Regions from separate parts of the Zea mays genome. Here region 2 is linked to region 1. A link is a contact called in public Hi-C data. All regions are on one chromosome and are shown on one strand. The core of a region is the stretch at or near the end of the contact, and the rest is flanking DNA. Distances in the headings are between cores, read along the strand shown. Region 1 holds the start of LOC100281035. Region 2 overlaps LOC103625860 (mitogen-activated protein kinase kinase kinase 5).

Region 1 (4,575 bases), core at 57-2,556:
CATCGAAACACCAGTATATCAAACGTTTGAGATGATGAGAGCTTTTTTGTGTGACTTAGCATTTGGTGAGGATTGTTGGATTAATGTGGGCTTGGCCCAAATTAATATTCAATAATAGTCAATGCTAATGGCCCACTTTAATGCTATGGTGTACTAATTATTTAGTACCATATTGGAAGTTCAAAGGACAAATCAATCAACTTAAATAGGTGGACCATTGGTGCATCTATTGAGAAGTTGAGAAAAGGATGAAGGACTGCCACACGCGCGCGCGCGCCGCCGCCGCCGCCGCCGGCCGTGGCTCGTGGCTCGTGGTAGATCGGACCTTGGTCCGAATATTCCTTTCAAACGGTTGCGCATTTTGCCTGGAGTGATGACCGTCATGATAACCGTCTGTTTTCTGTCTTATGGCTAGTAACGGACGTCAGTTACTGTCGTCAGTTTCCAGTTCTAATGCGCGACCGTTTCTGTCCGTTGTTCTTCTCCCTCCTTCTGACCGCCTATAAGAATGGAGAGGGAGGGCTCTTCCAGTGACGCGAATTATCTCACGCGAATTGCAAACAACACATTCCCGTCCCATCTTCTGCGAGCACAGAGAGAGTGGGAGAGAAGGCCTCCGAAATCACCGACCGCAGAGATACACTTGCACGGGTGTGCGGGCGATCAGATTTTTGGGGAGCGTCTTCGCGACTGCTCGCGTGATCTGTTCGTCGCCTTCCCGAGTTGACGCGTGCTGCTGTTCTTCTTCCCGGCGACCGTTCGAGGGACTGCACAGCGTACATCTTCCTGCACCGACTTCGTACGGATACATCGAACAAACACACGAGATGTCTCGTGTGAATGGAGCCACTGATGCCTTGAGCATCGGTCCCTCCGCTGGGTACACTCTGTTCTTCGTATTTGTACATGTTTCATTGCTGTTTACTGCTTATGCGAGTAGTTATACACACATGCACATACATGTCATCACATATATCGTACTGTTTTTCTGGATTAAATTAAAACAAAAAATGCCTAACTTTCTAACAAACCTAACAGTAACCATATGGCGTATGTTACTTGGCAGTTGGAAAGGCAATGTTTTACTGTTTCAGTAACTAAATTAACCTGCCACTAGTAGATAGCAACAATCGCAGCATTTACAGACACATGGAGAGAGAAAAGGCAGAGCAGTAGCAGACCCCTCTCTCAGCCAGGGCTCCTGAGTGACGGTGTATTTGGGCGGCCCAACGCCCGCAAGGCGCCACATTTCAGCCCACGCAAACCAAACCAGGCAAAACCCCGGCACCCGTGCGCCAGCCAGCCACAGACTCCAAACCGACCGAGCAGCGATGGTGTCGGACTTGGAGCTGGTGGAGCGGCTGCAGGAGGTGCTGCGGTCGTCGGACCTCAACACCACGACCACCGCTGCCTTGCGCCGCCGCCTCGAGGAGGACTTCGGCGCAGACCTCTCCCACAAGAAGGCTTTCATCCGGGAGCAGGTTGACCTCTTCCTCGCCGAGGTCGCCGCCAAGGCCGAGCCAGAGGAGCCCAAGGAGGAGGAGGAGCTCGAGGACGCGCCGGTGCCTAAAGCGGAGGAGGCGGAGGAGGGCGAGGGGGTGGAGGAGGAGGGCGAGGGGGAGGAGGGGGGAGAGGAGGAAGAGGAGGAGGAAGAGGAGGAGGTGGATAGCAGCAGCGCCCGGAAGAAGCAGCGGTGAGGGTCTTTTGCTTTCCTTCTCTCTCCCTTCGCACTTGCTGCTTCGTTAAGGATTCTGTGATGCGTCGTTTGGGCGAATCGCGAGGGAATGGCACCATGCCTTTGTGGTGTGATTGTCGATGCGAATAGTGATGGGGATTCGATGGTTCATCTCGGCATTCCTTCGTGGTGGGTTCTTGGTTGCACAGTAGGAAATGTTTTTTTGGTTAGCATTGGTGGTGTGATTTTGGCCCGGATATTTTAAGATGTTAGATGTCGCATGCCTTCGGTATTTCTTGCTTACCTCATGAAGCGGGCACGTTTTTTTTCTTCAATTTTAGTACAATCTAGCAGCTGTTTTATGGTGATTTATGCTTTACGTGATTCAGCTTTTCTTACTTCCAGATTTGTGGTGTGAATGCCAAAAAGAAGCATCTGTCCTGGTATATTGTGTGGTTTACGGCTTGCATAGCTAGTTAGGATGGTCTAGAAATGATTGTTCTTGTGCGGGATTGGTGAATTTATGTGTTCTCCTCATATGCGGCTTTCAATGAAAGCTGGACTAAGCGGTCTGTTATCTAAGAATTTCTGTGTTCTTCTGTCTTGCTACTCGCACCTCTCACATTCCGGCTTCCGTAGATTTTTATGTTCCACGCAAGCTAGACTGTAAATGCTGGTTGAGCTAAACTCCATGAATGTTGCTAATTTCTTCATGATAGAATAATGTCCTCATAAAGTGGAGATGCCGTGACTATTTAACTCTGCCTTTTGTATCCTCTGAGTAGTTTCATTTATATCATAAACAGACTCGCTGCACTCTGTGTGCACTGGATGTTCTCCCTTATAAGGGCTGAACATGTCATGTGGGGGTATGGGGTTGTTTGGTTCGTGGCTAAAGGCGTGTTTGGTGTGGCGCCTAAGCCGCCACACCGCGCCACACTTTTAAGCCACAAGTGTGGCGGCCGATTCGCCACACTTGTGGCTTAAAAGTGTGGCGCGGTGTGGCGGCTTAGGCGCCACACCAAACACGCCCTAAATGTGCCACACTTTGCCTAAGGTTAGTCGTTCGAATTGAAGAACTAACCTTAGGTAGAAAAGTTAGGCAAAGTGTGGCAAGTTAGGCATTAAACCAAACAGGCCCATAGCCTCTTCTAAGCAAGGGAAGGCCTGCCAAAGTCGCTGCACATTTGTAAACCCAGTCCAGCAAGTTAGCTAAGTTTAGATTGAGATTGATAACTGTTGGAGACTTGTTCTCAAATGCTATGAATTAAGAACAAGGCAACACAAAATGTTAAAGGTTAATGTCCTTCGTTCTTCGAAGCATTATTTCCCTTAGAATATAATGATCTTTAGACGAAGGTCATGAAGAACGTACCTTCATCATCGCAATATATGTTAATGAAAGAAGAAACATGTGAAATATAAGAGACAACATGAATAACATGAATAACTATATAACATTATTAATTCAACTTCATTATATTATCATGAATGGACATAAATAATATGGAATTACATTTGTACCTTCAGCTTGATGGAAAGATAAAATACAAGCGTGGCGCACGACGGCACGAGCGAGTACAAATCAGCGTGAACAGTACGGGGGTACTGTTCATCTATTTATAGGCACAGGACGCAGCCTGTGTAAATTTACATTCATACCCTTTACAATCGATTACAACTATGACACAAACTATCATGGGTCAATCTGTCTTTTCATCTTTAAGTCGGTGCAACCCTTCGTCTCAAGGCATGTCGTTATGCCAAAGTTCCCTGGAAGGTAGCTTCGGCGTTATTTCTGTGCTGATCTTCTGAAGGTGTTTCTTCTTACAGGACCTTCGGCTATGAAGCAGACCCCCAACAATAACCATATCTTATCACTGGTTGTTGGAAAGTGATTTCTATATGTGCGAAAGGGCCTCTAGCCGAGTTGGTTAGGTGGTCTGATTAGCACTCCTTAGGTTCTGAGTTCGAATCCTGCAGCGAATTTCAGGCTGAGGTTAAATAAAAAATGTCACTCGCTGGTTCCCCTGGTCGTGTGCACACGAGATGGACTGACCTAGGGGGGATCCTTGTGTAGGGGCTGGGAGGGCTCAAAGCACAAGTAAAGATGGGCTGACCCTCATGTTGTACGAGGACCAGCTTTCATGATCTTTCTCGGTTGGGGCTCCGATTGAACTTCTTAATATAATACCGTGGGGGCAGTCTTTACCCTACCTGCCGAGTTATTTCTATATGTAGCCCAAGTCGAAATAGAAATTTATCCCTAAATGGCATTGCAATCCAGCCAAGTTTCAGTTCATCATCTCAATCTGAGTCTCCTCATCCGTGCCTAGGCAGCGCTGAGAAGGCTCAGGGAGATACAAACTGAGAAGGTTCAAGAAGATTATCAGAATCATGCCACAACTATCCATTGCTATCTTATCCACAAATAAATCCCAACACATGACATGGAGTGTGAAAACTTAGCTACATGGATTTGCTCGGATATCTTAAAACATGATATGAGTTATGGATTGTTGTATACACGTTTGTTCCTGTTTACTATGGTGGATTTAAAGTTTGCACTAGTGTTTATTAGTTCCACAAACTAATCCGTTATTTCCCTGTTATGATGGAATATCATATTAGTATTTTTAAAGTTCATTAACAGGATAGTCTATCAGTGGCTGTCATTCATACTTGTTAGTTTTGATTCAATTCTTCTTCATCCCATTTGTTTGCTATATTCTTTGATAACTAAGGATTCAATATCACAATGGAGTATTTCTTAAATATGTGGGTATCCGACTTTTGTAATTCTAATATTGTTGGCGTTGGGTTAGTATAGTATAAATATTTGTTCTCAGGTTTTGCCCACCTGAATCTTTGTTTACCATTATTCGCGTGCTTGTAGTTAC
Region 2 (4,361 bases), core at 1,112-3,611, 140 kb before region 1:
TCACACTCTAATCACAAGTGTTATTAAATTAATACTAATCACATGAAAGGTAACTCCCGTCGGCCATAAAAAACCGACGAAAATAAACATGTACACACATAATTAAAATTCACAATCCAATGCATTAACATGTACACACATAATTAACTCACGTGGCGGTCGGGGGCGGAGACGGCGCTTGGACACGGCGACGGCGCTCGAGGAGGCAGCGACGACGCTCCGAGAGACCCGGCGGCGATGTGGGCGGTGTGGGGCACGGCGGAGACGAGCGAGGGCGGGCACGGCCGCGACGGACGGGCGCGCGCGCGGCGGGGACGGGCGGCCGGGCTCGCGGCGGCGCTGACGGGCGCGCGGCGGTGGGGCGGCTGGGCGCTCGGCGCCGCGAGAGGATGGGTGGCGGACGGGCGACACCGGGGCGCCCGGGTGCGCGGCGTCGGGCGAGGGGCGGCGACGGGCGGCGAGGACGGGCGGCGCTCCGAGAACGGCGCGCCGAGGACGGGCGGCGAGGACGGGTGCGCGGCGGTGGGGCGAGGGCGGCGCTCCGGCGGGGATGGGCGGCGGCACGGCGGCGGTTGGAGGCGGCGGCGAGGAGAGAAGGGCAGCGGCGGCGCTAAGACAGAGAGCGGAGAAATGAGCCCGCGCGGGCGAATCCCGCGCTCATAAAAGCCTAATCCCCGTCGGCCTGCGCTCTGGCCGACGGGAGTTAAGTTATCCCCGTCGGCCTATTTTCTGGCTGACGGGAGTTAAGTTAACTCCCGTCGGCCTACTCTCTGGCCGACGGGCGTTATGTTATTCTCGTCGGCTTCAGTGTAGCCGACGGGAGTTACGTTATCCCCGTCGGCTTTTTCCCTGGCCGACAGGAATTATACTGGCCGACGGGAATCATTAGGATTCATGTAGTGTCTCCCAACAATATACTGTTTTTTTCTTTTCTTTAAAAAAGATCTCCGAGCGATGCCTTTTTCGATGAGCATATATATAAAACTTATAAGACGTGCTAATGCATGATGGCAACGTGACTGTAATCCTTGCGAAACCTCACGTGGTCAATTAAAAGACTACCACCAGCACCACCACAGCACTAATAGATAAGAATAACAGCCCTCTATGCCGTCGGTAAATAATACTACTAACACACATGGCACATGCGCGTCGTTCCCTCTGCTGTCAGTCACGTCGTATACCACGCCTAACACGTTGCTTGTCTGCTCGCATAAAAAAGTCGGATTTGGATTAGCAGGTCGCCACATGCGTTGGACAAAGCAAAGTGACGGTTTATCTGTTCGGCCGGCGGCCGAGCTGCGTCGCCGCTCCACCCTGGTTTGATTGGCTGCGAAGAGCAGAGTCCGCCCTTGGTCCGTCCGCCCCCTGCAAATCTTCTATTTTGGCGGCCAGTCCGGTTTCACCCCGGCCGGGTCCTCGGTTCGGTCTTCGGTGCACGGCTCGCCGGCGCCGGCGTCACTCAGCGTCCGCGCAATTCGCGGCTGAGCGGGGCAACTCGGCAAGTGACACGTCCCGGCGTCGGCCGGCCCCGTCTCCCTGCCCCAGTGGCCGGGGGTGCGTGTGCGTCTGCGTGCCCGGCCGGCCGTTCCACTCCGTCGCCCCCCACGTGTTCCTTGCGCCTCTCGCCGTCTCGACGAGGACGTACGCACGCAAGTACACGGACCTAATCGAGTTATTAGTACAGCGGTGCGAGAGGGCGGCCGGCGGCCTAATCGCCTGCCTGCCTGCAGCCGTGTTTGGTCGTTGGGAGCTAGCTCTGGCTGGTGGTCACTTCTCAGTACGACAGTACCCACTATGGCACTATGCTCGTTAGTGGCGTGGCGGCCGCAACAGCAACAGCCGTGCGTTTCCGCCGGCTGGTTGCGCGCGGAGAGAAATGACATGGCGTCACGCTGGTTCTCATCACAGGTGGTGGTCGCGGCACCGGGTGGCCTGGCGCTCGGTGCCCCCACGAGGCCCCGGTGGCAAATCTCAACGGGAATCTCGTGGTGGTTGGCGCGGTTGGCTTGATCCAGTTTTTAATGGAGAAAGCGCCTGCCTACCCGGCTTGGCTTCGCTTGTCTAGTCTAGCTAGCTATAAGCGCGACCGGTGGCAGGAAATGGTTTGGGTTAGTTCAAGGGTAGTACCACCGTACCAGCTACCGCTGATCGTAAAGCACAGTCCGTCCTTGCTCTTTTTCTCCGTTCTTGGCAGCTAAAGTTTTGCTTCTTTTTCAAGACAGACGAGAACGCGCTCTCTTTCTCTCGAATCTCTCGCACGGGGAAAAAACTCTGGAAAGCAACTAACTGATAACCGTCATAACCGCAAACTTGGCCCAAGTAAGTATGTTCTTTCATTCCGCTTCGGCCCAACAAGCCTGGACCAGACTAGCAACTTGCAAGGCAGCCATTTCATTTTGGGTAACATACCGTCACACCTGCGGCTGCGGATAGCGGGTGTGGGTAACATATTGTTTCCATCGTGTGTGATGGGTGTGGATTTAATATTTACCTCATGGGTACGAGAATGCAAACCTTGAATCGGCTTTATACATATTGCCATCCCTGCTACTTAGGGCTCGACGACTACGTCAGCAATTAGTTTCAAGGAAGGTTCTCCGCCTAGGGGTGGTAATGAGTTCTAAATTTTACACTACAAAATTTATAGATCGAATCGAATTAAGATCGAGCCATGTTTCTATTCATTTTTGAACTAAAATTATTTAAGAGCTCTAATTTTTTATGAAGTGGCATTTGGATCGTGATTCATTACCACCCCTATCTTTGCCTGACGATTTCAGAGTGGGCATTCTAGATGAGCTCTGCCAAGTGCAAGGAGGAAACTAAACAATGGAGTGGGCTTTGTAGTGGACTTGATTTGATTGAGAAACCACACACCGATCAACCTAAGCTAGATAGCATATTGGCTCACAGTGTCGAGCGTGAGTCCAACCAATCCCTAGGATATCACCGCGCAATTGATGTCAAAGTCTTTTTCCATTCCCGTTGTTGTAAGAAACTTGTGACTGAACATTTCTAACACGAAGGCCATCATATATTGATGGACGTAGGGATAAGAAAGATAAATTGTCCATGCCTCTTGAGTGTTTCGAGTATCTGAGCCATTGAAGATACATACATCAACCTATGACCAAACGAGACATGTCGTGATGACGAACTCATGAAAGTAACATAGATCTTTAATCTCAATCCCCGTTTGACAATTGACGTGTATTATTACACGGCCCCAAAAAAATCAATAACGATTACATAAGTATGCTCATTACACAACATCAACAACAACAACAACAACACGCTACAACTATAACCCTAATGTCCTATCTGTCGGCAGAATCAGGACCATTAGTTTTACCTACAGCTACACCCTAATAAACATGTTACATGGAAAATACAATCATTTCCTCAGAAATCAAACAGTACAACAGACCTCACAGGGCTCCTCCATTTAGCAGCATTTCCCTATGATCATATAGTGGTAATCTTTTTACATGGAAAATATTTTTTACGAGACCCAAAAATTGTCAGCTATGAGTAACAGCGCAAGGGTTATGTGGCTTTTGGCCCAGATGTTGTGATAGCTGCCATGTTGTTATTCAATGTGAAATCAAATTTATTGCTTCCTTCCCGTTAGGCTTTGGCAAAGGACTAGGCCGATGGTATGCGACTGAAAAATGCATAATTTTCGGTGTATGTGCTGCAGAGCCAGAATTGGAAGCCGAACTCAAAGGTGGAGGTGACAAGCTATTGGTTCCCAAGTTGGGTAGAGGTGTCATCAATCGATAAGTCAATGACCCTGACGACCGAGCACTGCTTGTTTCACTATCAGAATGAAGAATAGCAGGGGTTAAAAAACTCAAATAACGTGAACCTTTCATCACCAGATATACAGATCAACCAAAAAAATAAACAGAGCAAGGCAATACATGTACTCACCCATTTGCATGTTTCCCTCTCTTACATGAATCATTTTTCCAGGGTACTTTATCTCTTGCAGCGCTGCGCACAGTATCCTGACACCAACAAGCCATACACATGCATAAACCCTTAAGTTGAAACTTTAGATATTGCATGCCATGTGAGACGGAGAACGGGTTTAGGGTTACTGGAGATCACATGCTTACTGGAGATTTAATTCCCAAAATTGAATTACGCGGGCTGTAGTGATTCGAAGTTCGTATAAATGGGTGTTCGAGCAACTTGGTTGCTGTTGGTCGCTCAGTAGGGTTTCTCTTTAAGCAGCATCTCAGAAAATCCTTCCCTTCAGGGGACATATTATCTGGAATTGGTGGGTCCGTGTGCAAAACCTTAAACATTGCAGCAGGCTGTAGCACCACAAAATATAGTTCATGGTTAGAGTC

The links. Hi-C and Micro-C count contacts between places; a contact is called where the count stands out from the background.
Region 2: a Hi-C map of tassel shows a contact between it and region 1, with 1.8 times the contacts expected there. The contact joins the enhancer-like site here to the promoter of LOC100281035 in region 1. A contact is called at or near these places in 2 of 25 Hi-C or Micro-C datasets (ear and tassel).

What each region holds. Positions count from the first base shown.
Region 1 is chr5:6,610,591-6,615,165 of Zm-B73-REFERENCE-NAM-5.0, reverse strand. LOC100281035 reads left to right here and starts at 1,306. Exons shown (of 6, transcript NM_001153954.1): 1 at 1,306-1,693. The coding sequence starts at 1,332.
Region 2 is chr5:6,756,026-6,760,386 of Zm-B73-REFERENCE-NAM-5.0, reverse strand. It overlaps LOC103625860 (mitogen-activated protein kinase kinase kinase 5), which reads right to left. Exons shown (of 11, transcript XM_008646257.3): 9 at 4,125-4,325; 10 at 3,937-4,013; 11 at 3,162-3,822. The coding sequence ends at 3,597. Among protein-coding and RNA genes, the nearest start is that of LOC103625861, 9.9 kb to the left of the region's middle. Within about 2 kb of position 2,361, at least 20 of the 20 cell types and tissues checked have an H3K27ac peak or open chromatin away from gene starts, as enhancers often do. A contact at or near this core is called in ear and tassel, where this site is marked.